Linked DNA regions of Mus musculus: region 2 is linked to region 1. A link is a contact called in public HiChIP or PLAC-seq data. All regions are on one chromosome and are shown on one strand. The core of a region is the stretch at or near the end of the contact, and the rest is flanking DNA. Distances in the headings are between cores, read along the strand shown. Region 1 overlaps Gm40164 (a long non-coding RNA gene). Region 2 overlaps Ddah1 (dimethylarginine dimethylaminohydrolase 1).

What was found. HiChIP or PLAC-seq counts read pairs in DNA pulled down with a chosen protein or histone mark.
Region 2: an H3K4me3 HiChIP or PLAC-seq map of embryonic basal ganglia shows a contact between it and region 1, with 4 times the contacts expected there. The contact joins two enhancer-like sites. A contact is called at or near these places in 1 of 15 datasets of contacts at CTCF or cohesin (the NIH/3T3 cell line), 6 of 484 Hi-C or Micro-C datasets (2-cell-like embryonic stem cells, the G1E-ER4 cell line, embryonic stem cells and 2 more), 7 of 115 datasets of contacts at active chromatin or transcription factors (embryonic basal ganglia, embryonic stem cells and stem cell-derived neural progenitor cells) and 1 of 9 other capture datasets (embryonic stem cells).

Annotation. Positions count from the first base shown.
Region 1 is chr3:145,626,254-145,630,958 of GRCm38.p6, reverse strand. Gm40164 (a long non-coding RNA gene) reads left to right here. Exons shown (of 2, transcript XR_867694.3): 2 at 1,025-1,502. Among named protein-coding and RNA genes, the nearest start is that of Gm40164, 4.4 kb to the left of the region's middle. Within about 2 kb of position 2,553, at least 15 of the 459 cell types and tissues checked have an H3K27ac peak or open chromatin away from gene starts, as enhancers often do. A contact at or near this core is called in embryonic basal ganglia, where this site is marked.
Region 2 is chr3:145,882,361-145,887,493 of GRCm38.p6, reverse strand. All of the region lies in intron 4 of Ddah1 (dimethylarginine dimethylaminohydrolase 1), which reads right to left. All of the region lies in intron 1 of Gm35187 (a long non-coding RNA gene), which reads left to right. Among named protein-coding and RNA genes, the nearest start is that of Gm35187, 5.8 kb to the left of the region's middle. Within about 2 kb of position 1,988, at least 91 of the 459 cell types and tissues checked have an H3K27ac peak or open chromatin away from gene starts, as enhancers often do. A contact at or near this core is called in embryonic basal ganglia, where this site is marked.

The DNA of each region.
Region 1 (4,705 bases), core at 1,304-3,803:
ACACACACACACAAACACACGGAGAGAGAGAGAGACAGAGAAAGACAGAGAGAGACACACAGAGAGATAGAGACAGAGAGAGACACAGAGAGAATACATACATAAATAAAATACAATAATAGTATTTAAAAAAATTTTTTTTTCTCCACTCCATGTCCCCTGCTCTTCTCTGGGCACCATTCCCAATGAGACCTCTACCAAGACAGTTTCTTTCCCGTCTTTCTAGAACTGTCTGTGTGTATCCCTGTCCTTTCTGAGCCCCGGGGACCTTTCCTGTTGTTTCTGCTGACTTGGAATTCCTGTGCCTTTGCGTGACAGGCTCTCTCTGTGTTCTGTTACAACCTACTCAGAATTCGCACCTACTCAGAGAGCTTTTCTATGCCCTCTCTATTGGAACATCCCATCAGGAACATGGCTTGTTCTAAGCTCCAGGCTACTGGCAACCCAGTCCTCAGCACAACGTCTGGAATGCAGAAGCCATCTGCCACACGCATGATGGATGTGTGTGTGAGAGTATGGGGCGGGGCGTGTACACACTCACAGACTTTCCACAGACATAAACAGGATGGGATTATAGAATACAGCAATTTGCTTTCTATTTCATGAAAATAATGATAATTAGTGTTCCTTAAGCACCTAGTGTTCCAAGCATCTGACATTTATACTTTTAAAACAACTCCACAATACTAGCAGATATTCAAGATGACAAAGTCAGAAAAATGAAGGTATAAAGCCACTAGACTCCCTTGGGTCATCTGATTTGAAAATGGAAAAACATATAATGCATATATGTATATGTACTTATAAATCTATATTAATCATAATATAACCATAATCATGTGGTTGTTTGAATAATCATGGCCCCCATAGCTTCATATATTTGAATGGTCATTAGGGAGTGGCACTACTTAGGAGGGCTTGGGAGGTGTGGCCTTGTTAGGGAAAGTGTGTCACTGAGGGTGAGTTTGAGGTTTCTAAAAAGCCCATTCTAAGCCCAGACTCTCTCTCTTCCTGCTGTCTGCAGGTCTGGATGTAGAACTCTCAGCTGGCTCTTTCAGGACCATGTCTGCCTGCACGCTGTCATGCTCCCTGCTGTCACACTCCCTGCTTTGATAATGGACTACACCTCTGAAACTGGAAGCCACTTCCAATTAAATGTTGCTGTGTCATGGTGTCTCCTCGCAGAAAGACCATCATCAAGTGGCTGTTTAGCTTCGACATGCGATTTTAAGAATCGTGTGGAAATACACGAAGCAAAGTAGGCCACTTCTGCCACTTTCTGTCATGCAGCCTGTGGCATCTCACTGCCATCCTCTTCAGAACTTCACCACCTCAAATTCAGCCCCACGCAGCTAAGCACACCCGGCTTCTGGTGCCCAGGCCCCAGTAGCCACTGTCTCGTTCTCCAAGTCTACAAGTTTCACCAGCCCAGGTCTTCCAGCATTTCTTCTTTTGTGTCTGGCTTACTGCACTTAATCTAATGTATTCTTTTTGAGAAATGATTCACTTTTATGTTTCTGAGTGTTTTGCGTGGGTGTATATATCTCATGTTTCCAGAGGCCAGGAAAGGGCACTGGAGCCTATGGAGCTGGGGCTACAGGGCATTCATTTATGAGCATCCTGATGTGGGTACTGGGAACAGAACCCTGGTACTCAAGTGCTCTTGGCTCCTTAGTCCTCTAATAGCTTCTTAATTTATTAACTTTGAAGAAAGGGCATTAGATAGGGTCTCTATATATAGTCCACTCCAGCCTCAAACTCTTGATTCCTCTCTCTCTCTCTCTCTCTCTCTCTCTCTCTCTGTGTGTGTGTGTGTGTGTGTGTGTGTGTGTGTGTGTGTGTATGGACATGAGCGCTCATGCCCGTGTGTATGTGTAAGTAAATGTGTGTGTGCATGGGTACTCCTGCCTATGTTTGTGTGCACTTATGTGCGGACACGGGTGCTCATGCATGTGTGTGTATGTAAGTGCTTCCATGGAGGTCAAAGGTCTATCTCTATTGTCATTCCTCAAGTGTCATCTACCGTTTATTCAGCCATTTCCTTAATTTATTCTGTTGTTGAGATAGAGTCTCTCTCTAGCCTGTAACTCACTGATTCAGCTGGGCAGACTGCCAGCAGAACCCAGGGCTCCTGGTCCATGCCTTTTGTGATTGCCTGTTGGATCAGAAAGGGCGCTGCTGCTGTGAATGGCCCCTCTCTGCTGGCTTGAAGTTTTCTATGTCTTACACATAGTCTCTTGGTCTCACACCCTCAACCTTTGAGCTTCTCTAAATGGCTTTCTCGATGCTTTAAAGAGTGTACAAGTAGCCACAACTGGCCTCTAGATGTCTCCAGTGTTGGAGGCCAAGAGTCCTGGGTTGAGATTTGTGCAGAAAGTTACATCCCAGAGAGGCAGGGCAGAATGGCAGCCTTCCTTTCCGACCACCCTCTCTGCATTCCTGGCTCAATAAGGCAAACGCTTTAAGACCTACCTCACTGAATCAGCCTAGTGCTCCAGCCTCAAACTCCTGAAACCCGAGAGGAAACATGACAAAGCGTCCTCTGTCCTTACAAATGCCACTTTTGAAATAGTCAAAATGACTTCCAAGTGAAGACACACAGCAGCATTCACCAGTGTTAGGAGGAGTTGAGAGATGAGACTACAGTCCATGAGCTCCTTCTGTGAGTTCTAAGACGAAGGAAAAATAGAAAATTGGGAAGGGTGTTAAACACACAGGGAGGCAACGGGTACCTGTGGAGCCAGGTTGGATACATTTTGAGTTTGCTCTTTTTATGAATTTGAAATCCCAGACTTTTAAATTGGTCTCCAGTATCACTGCCACCCCCACTCCAACACAAAGAGAACATCTTTTTCCATCATGAGCCTCCATTCAGAAGGAGGCTCACATGGGGGACCAATCACACAGGCTGTGCTGCCTCAGCAGGCAGCAGGCGGGATTGCAACCTTGTGTTTCCTCCTTCCAGGAAGCCTGGCTGCATAGGAGAAGCAGAGGGTGTGTACCCATGGCCCACAAACTCCCTCTTGCTTGGATAATACAACTCTAACTCTGGCCCTTACATTTCAATTTCTTACATGTGCCCCTAAAGACATCCGGCGCTTCTGGAGAGGCAGCCTAGTGGACAAGAGTGCTTGGTGCCTTTGAAGAGGACCTGGGTTCAGTTGCCAGCACTAACATGACAGCTCAGTTCACATCTAACTCTAGTTCCAGAGGATACAATGTTGCTTCTGGTCTCTGCAGGCAGTGCAGGCTTTTGGTGCCTGACATACCTAAAGTAATATATATATATATATATATATATATATATATATATATATATATACATACACACACATATACATATGTATATATATGTATGCTCTTTACTTCCCAACCTGTATGTGTGTGTATATATATATATATATATATATATATATATATATATATACTCTTTACTTCCCAACTTGTAACAAACCATTGTGGTGGCTGGCAAACATGTCTCCAGATCTGATTACGTTTAGCTATTCTAGCTGCAAAGCTGAGACAAATGAGACTTTTGTGTAAGATACAGAAGAAGTGAGACCAAAGAAAGAATGTAGGCAGGGAAAGAACAGTGAACTCACAGGACAAGCTGGGCATAATGGTACATGATGCCTCATCTGCTCCTACTAAAGAGAACAGAGCTGGGCAGTGGTGGCACTTGCCTTTTAATCCCAGCACTTGGGAGGCAGAGACACATGGATTTCTGAGTTCAAGGCCAGCCTGGTCTACAGAGTGAGTTCCAGGACAGCCAAGGCTACACAGAGAAACCCTGTCTCGAAAAACCAAATAAATAAATAAATAAAAATAATAAAAAAAGAAAAACCAAGAAAACAAAACAAAAGAGAACAGAAATAAGACGCATCTACAGAGGGACTCTCACGGGGTTACAGAAGCTAGGTGTGTGGAGTTTGAAGAAGACAGAGAAGGGATGCTAGCTCGGAGTGACTGAACAGAAGATAAATACCACGTGACAGGCCAAACAGAAAATACAACCCACCTGTTCTGGGAAGGGCCGTGGTGCTTGAAGTCCTGTTTACATATAGGAATATAGGCCTTCCTTGTGGTTTCTTATGTAAGTTAAAGCCTCAACCATTAAGAAATACAGAAAGTGGGCTGGTGAGATGGCTTAGTTGGCAAGAGTACCCGAATGCTCTTCCGAAGGTCCGGAGTTCAAATCCCAGCAACCACATGGTGGCTCACAACCATCCATAACGAGATCTGACACCCTTTTCTGGAGTGTCTGAAGACAGCTACAGTGTACTTTACATATAATAGTAAAAAAAAAAAATACAGAAAGCAACTTCTTGTCTTTTATTCAAGATGAATTAATGAATGTCAGAGTGTCACTGATATTTACACTGAGAACGATCTCAGAAGACATCTGGTCCAGATCAGAAGAATATTGTCCTGGATAAAGCCACTCACTCAATCAACAGAAAGTCCCAAAGGATTTTTAAAAAATAATCTCTTGTGTACATGTGATGGGCAGACAGCATCCCAGCAGATCTGAGAATCCTTTAAGCAATGTGAACTACACAAAGTATATGCAGTGTACTCCCCGCCAGACTTCAGTCCAGGTGAGTGAACTAGAAAATGTGGATTTAACTGCACAGAATGGTACATACCTGCAATCCCAGTATTTGGAGGTGGAGCTTAAAGGATCAAAGAGTTCAGGGACATCACA
Region 2 (5,133 bases), core at 739-3,238, 260 kb before region 1:
TGCTTTTCCTCACTCTTTTCTTAATCACCTTTTCCTGAGCTGTATTCATTAGAGCATCTGAGGGGGCATTCCAGAAATTACAGACATAAGGGCTGGCAGCCAAGCTGGAATAGTTTGAAGATAGTTTCATTTTTTCTTTCATTACTGGGAAGAAAAAGAATTATAATTTTCTTAATGGGGGAATAATTTAATGCTGAAGATATATGAAGCAATTTACTGATAAATTCTACTGAGGGTTTCTCTTAAAACAAATGCCTTAACAGATTACCAGTACTACCTCAGGAGGACCCTTCCAATTAATTTAGCCTCCTTGTTATCATCCTGGCCTCCTTGTTATCATTTTGTGGCAAATTATAAACCATGCTGTAAGAAATGACTTTTAATAATGAACTGGATATACACACATGGAGCTGTGAACAGTGCTGTCCCACTCAAAAACCAAAAGCTTCATATATCTGGGTCTCTCTCTCTCTCTCTCTCTCTCTCTCTCTCTCTCTCTCTCTCTCTCTCTCTCTCTCTCTCTCTCCCTCTCTCCCTAAATGATTTTAAAACAGTAACTGTAGATAATAGACAAGCAACCCTTCTTTTTCATAGAAGAGACACAGGGGGTTGATTATTTTGGACTTGCAGTATGTCTGCCATGTTAGCTGAGGACCAGGCTCCCCTTTCCTGTCCAAAGGGTTCATTTGCATTGCCTGTGTGCTGTTATTGACTGGTGAGATGGTTTGCCATTCACTTATAGCTGCGTCCAGGACACACACACACACACACACACACACACACACACACACACACACACGATACAGTGAATTTGCTGTTTAGAGGCGGGTGAATGGTGCAGGGATCACAACTCTTCATGGTGTGTTCTTATATGTGTGCATTTCTGTGTGTGTGTGTGTCTGTGTATTCATATAGATGCGTGAGTGTGTATGTGTGTATGTATGTGTGTGCATTTGTGTGGCAATGGTGTGTGCATGTGTGTTACCAAAAGGATGAACTGACACTGGGCACCCTGGCAGGATAACACTTCAAAGGGCCCAGGCTCCCGGAGAACAAGCAGAGGTGACAGTAACCGACAGGCTTTCTCTTCCCTTCTTGGACACTCAGTCTTGGGGAAAGATGAACATGATCCTAAGCATCCCAAGAATGTGACTGCTGGGCTGACTTCCAGGATTTTCCTTTTCTTAAGAAGGATGGAGGAAGTGGCTTTGTTCCAGAGTTCTTGGTAAAATGTCTGTGTAGCAGTAAGGACTGAACTTCCTGCTTGTCATAGCACCCAGCACCAAAACGGAAGCAGAAAGCACCTAAACTCTCTCTGTGCGTCAGCAAATTCCTCCTGGAGCAGCTTCCTCTGTATCCCCAGAGGCCTCAGGTTCAACTGGGAAAAGTCCACCTAAGTGCCACGCTATCCAGCCTGTGGGGGGTGGGGGTGGGGAAGATTTCAGAGGCAGGCTACATTCCAAATGTTGTCTCTGACTTTTGTCAGTGGAATTATTATTCTACTTTGAGTAACCAAATCAGAATGGTGATAATTGGGTCTGGAAGCTATTGATGTCTGGACCAACTCAACAGGCTTCACAGAGTGCCTGTCCCCTTGGGGCCAGCCACAAGGACCAAGTCAGGTGGTATGCAAATAGACAGATGCAAGGATATTCTAAGTGTTGCCTGCTGGAGGTGACAATCTGTAATTCAAGCATGGTGCCAAGCATGGGGAGGGTGGAGTCTACCTCTCTTATCGCAGGCACCTTCTTAACCCAGAAGGCACACAGTCCTAGAGAGAAAGGGGCTCTGGGCATCTCTGGGGCCACAGCAGCATCCTTGGATCTCTCAAAGCTGCTTTCTTGGAGGGCCTGGCCTGGCTCCCCTGAGTGGAGTTGCCACAAAGCAATGGGAACCAGTGGGAACACGCTGGCTTTCAGCCTGACACTCTATGCACAGCCAGTCACATTAAGCAGGCATTTCCGGCTGTTTCCCACATTTCTGGGAATTTTCTCATTGAAAGGATTGGAAGGCAGCCCTATTCTTCTGCTTCTTACTCATGCCTTCTTTGTATTACAGCAATTACATTAAAAAAAAAATCCTGGGCCGAGTGGTTGGACAGAACAACTTAAGGCTTAATTGGTCAAATACTGAGGCAAAGAGATAAAGAAGGCATTTAAAGATGGTTAGGAAATATTCCAAGCACATTTTTGGCTTGCTCATAATTGATCTTTCCATGATAGATATGTATGTACCCATCTTAACACAGTAAAATGAAATCAATATTAAAAGCAAGTAATTATAGACTCCACCAAGAGATACAGGACCCAACGCACAATCACTTCTCATTGCTACTAGGTAGCTGAAATAACTCTTTATTGGTTTATCATGCATCAGGAGTTTTATTGAAAGCCTAGCAATATATGGCAGTCTCCAAATCCTGGCCATCCTTTTAGGGCTCAGCCAGTATAACTGGATAATATTATAAATTGCTAACATGGCTTCACATTTCATGGGCTCTCACAGCTGGGCTTGGAATGAACACATTCTGAGAGCCATGTCTCTAGTTAAATAAATGACTGTACTGAGGATTAGAACCCGAGCGAGCTCTCTACCATGAAGCTAGGTCTCCTGTCCGCGGCTGTGTGCCATGTTTGCTTGTTTTTGAGACAGGCTCTCATCTCATAACTTTTGCTGTTCTACTCGCGGTGACCTGTCTGCATCTGTAAAGTGCTGGCAATAAAGCTGTGTGACACCACACTTGGCTTGGATGTGTGTTATTTTATTTTGTTTTATTTTAATATTTTGAGTCAGGGTTTCTCTGTGTAGTCCTGGAAATTCACTCTGCAGACCAGCCTGGCCTCAAACTCAGGCATCAGCCTGCCTCTGCCTCCCAAGTGCTGGGATTAAGGACATGCACCACCACCTGACTTCAGATATGTAATACGTATATACACACATATATACACATATATGTATATGTATATATGTACATGTATATATGAGTACACTGTAGCTGTCTTCAGACACACCACCAGAAGAGGGCATCATATCCCATTACAGATTGTGAGCCACCATGTGGTTGCTGGGAGTTGAACTCAGGACCTCTGGAAGTGGTCAGTGTTCTTAACCACGGAGCCATCTCTCCAGCTCCCAGATGTGTATTTTTATAAATAATATTTTTTACTCATTCTTTGAGGATTTCCTAGTAGTATACAATGTGTTTTGGTTACATCCATCTCCACACCCCTCTTCCACCTTTTCCCCAACACGCTCCTCTTCGAATTTTACTTTATTTCGAAAAAATATAGACCCCACCAAATCCAATTGGTGCTACCCATATGGGCATGAGTGTGGAGCCAACCACTGGATCATGGGCTACCTCCCAACGGCCACTCTCAAAGAAAAATGACTCTTCACTCTGGAGCAGCCATCAACTGTCAATGGCTCCTCAGCCAGCCGTGGGACCCAGGAGCTCGCCTCATCTATGCTGGGAAGCTGGCTGGCTTGAGCTCCTACAGGCAGCCGCAGCTCTGTGTCCCGAAGGCAGCATCCCACAGCACTGGTCCCCATCCTCCTCACAGTCTCCCTGCTCCCTCTTCACTGTTCCTGAACCCTGGTGGGATGGTGATGCGTCTCATAGAGGGCTGTGCACTCACAATCATGGTTTCCGTACGTCTACTGGTTCTGCCTTAACTGTGGCCTGACGTGGGAAGTAGCCCGTTCTTTCTGCTCTCCTGGGTGCAGACAAAGCAACGTACAGAAAGGAAGGGCTGGGTTTTGGCTCTCAACCAAAGCACAGAAGGCAAGGTACAGCTCTGCTCAGGTGTAACCAAAGCCAGGTAGCAGGGGGAGGTGAGTGCTGGTGCTCAGTCCTAGTCTCCCCCCAAAGCCAGGCAGCAGGGGGAGGTGAGTGCTGGTGCTCAGTCCCAGTCTCCCCCCAAAGCCAGGCAGCAGGGGGAGGTGAGTGCTGGTGCTCAGTCCCAGTCTCCTTTGCACACAGTCTGAGACCTGATCCTATCAATCAGTGCCTCCCACATTCAGGGTGGGTCTTCCTGCTCTGTTAAACCTTTCTGGAGGCACTCTCAGATTCATCCAGACATATGTTTCCATGGTGATTCTAAATCCTACTACGTTGACAAGATTAACTGTCCCAGTAACCTAAATCCCACCATCAAAGATTTAATCTCTTGGGTTTTGGAGGCAGCTGATCTTTAAGCATCGTTCTTGGTCAGAGAGAATGGAAAACATTCAGCTTGTGTTTGTGGGTGTGTGTATTCTCTTCCTCTTTTCAATTTGTTTCTCACCACGACCCTCCCTGTGTATGTGGTGATGTCATCTCTCTCTTCATGTGAAAGTAAGACAAGTGCAGAGAAATTCACTAATACGTCCAGGGTCACTCACTCACTTAGACAGGCAATGTAGGCTTCAAGCCTGCGTGTGTCTGACTTCCCATGCCTACCTTCATCCTGACAAGACAAACCACCATCTTATCACCCAAAAGACTAGACTCACAGGTTCACTGGAAGCCCATGGTGACATACGTTTTCCTATAGAGTTTTCTCGGCATTTGCATATTAGCAGGTTTGTGTGCAAATGCATTCCGTACAGTGTCTGGTCTTTGAAGTCATCTGAGTTTGTGTCTGGCCTTACATGGTTTGTTTTGTTTGAAATTATTTTGTTTTTAGGTAAAAGAGAGAGCAGAGCCTTTGGAAGGGAGGAGGGGGTGAGTGAAGGCCATTTGATCTCGAGAGCGGAGAGGAGCAGAAGTGGTGAAGAGCCAAACCCTCTTTACAGTGACGTCCTGGATTAATGTGGCCACTGTGACCCGCTATTGGCAGTTTAGCCTGCCTGGCTGTGGAAGGCTTGTCTGGAGGGTAGGGATGAGTTGGTGCCCACAGAGAGCATCCTAATTATTGTTTTCTGACTCACGATAAGGAAAGCCATCAATGTGATTCCCAATTATATAACTTGGTGTAGCAAACCTGGACCCCAGCAGCTAGGAAAGGATTCCAAGGACTTGCTTAGCCCCTGCATCTTCAGACGTATCGTACCCATGTTTGCTCTAAGGATGAGCCGCATCCCGTTCATAAGCAGTGTCAAAGCTTCCAGTGCTCTCCGCTGGAAATTTAATTTTGTGATCAATTCTCACAG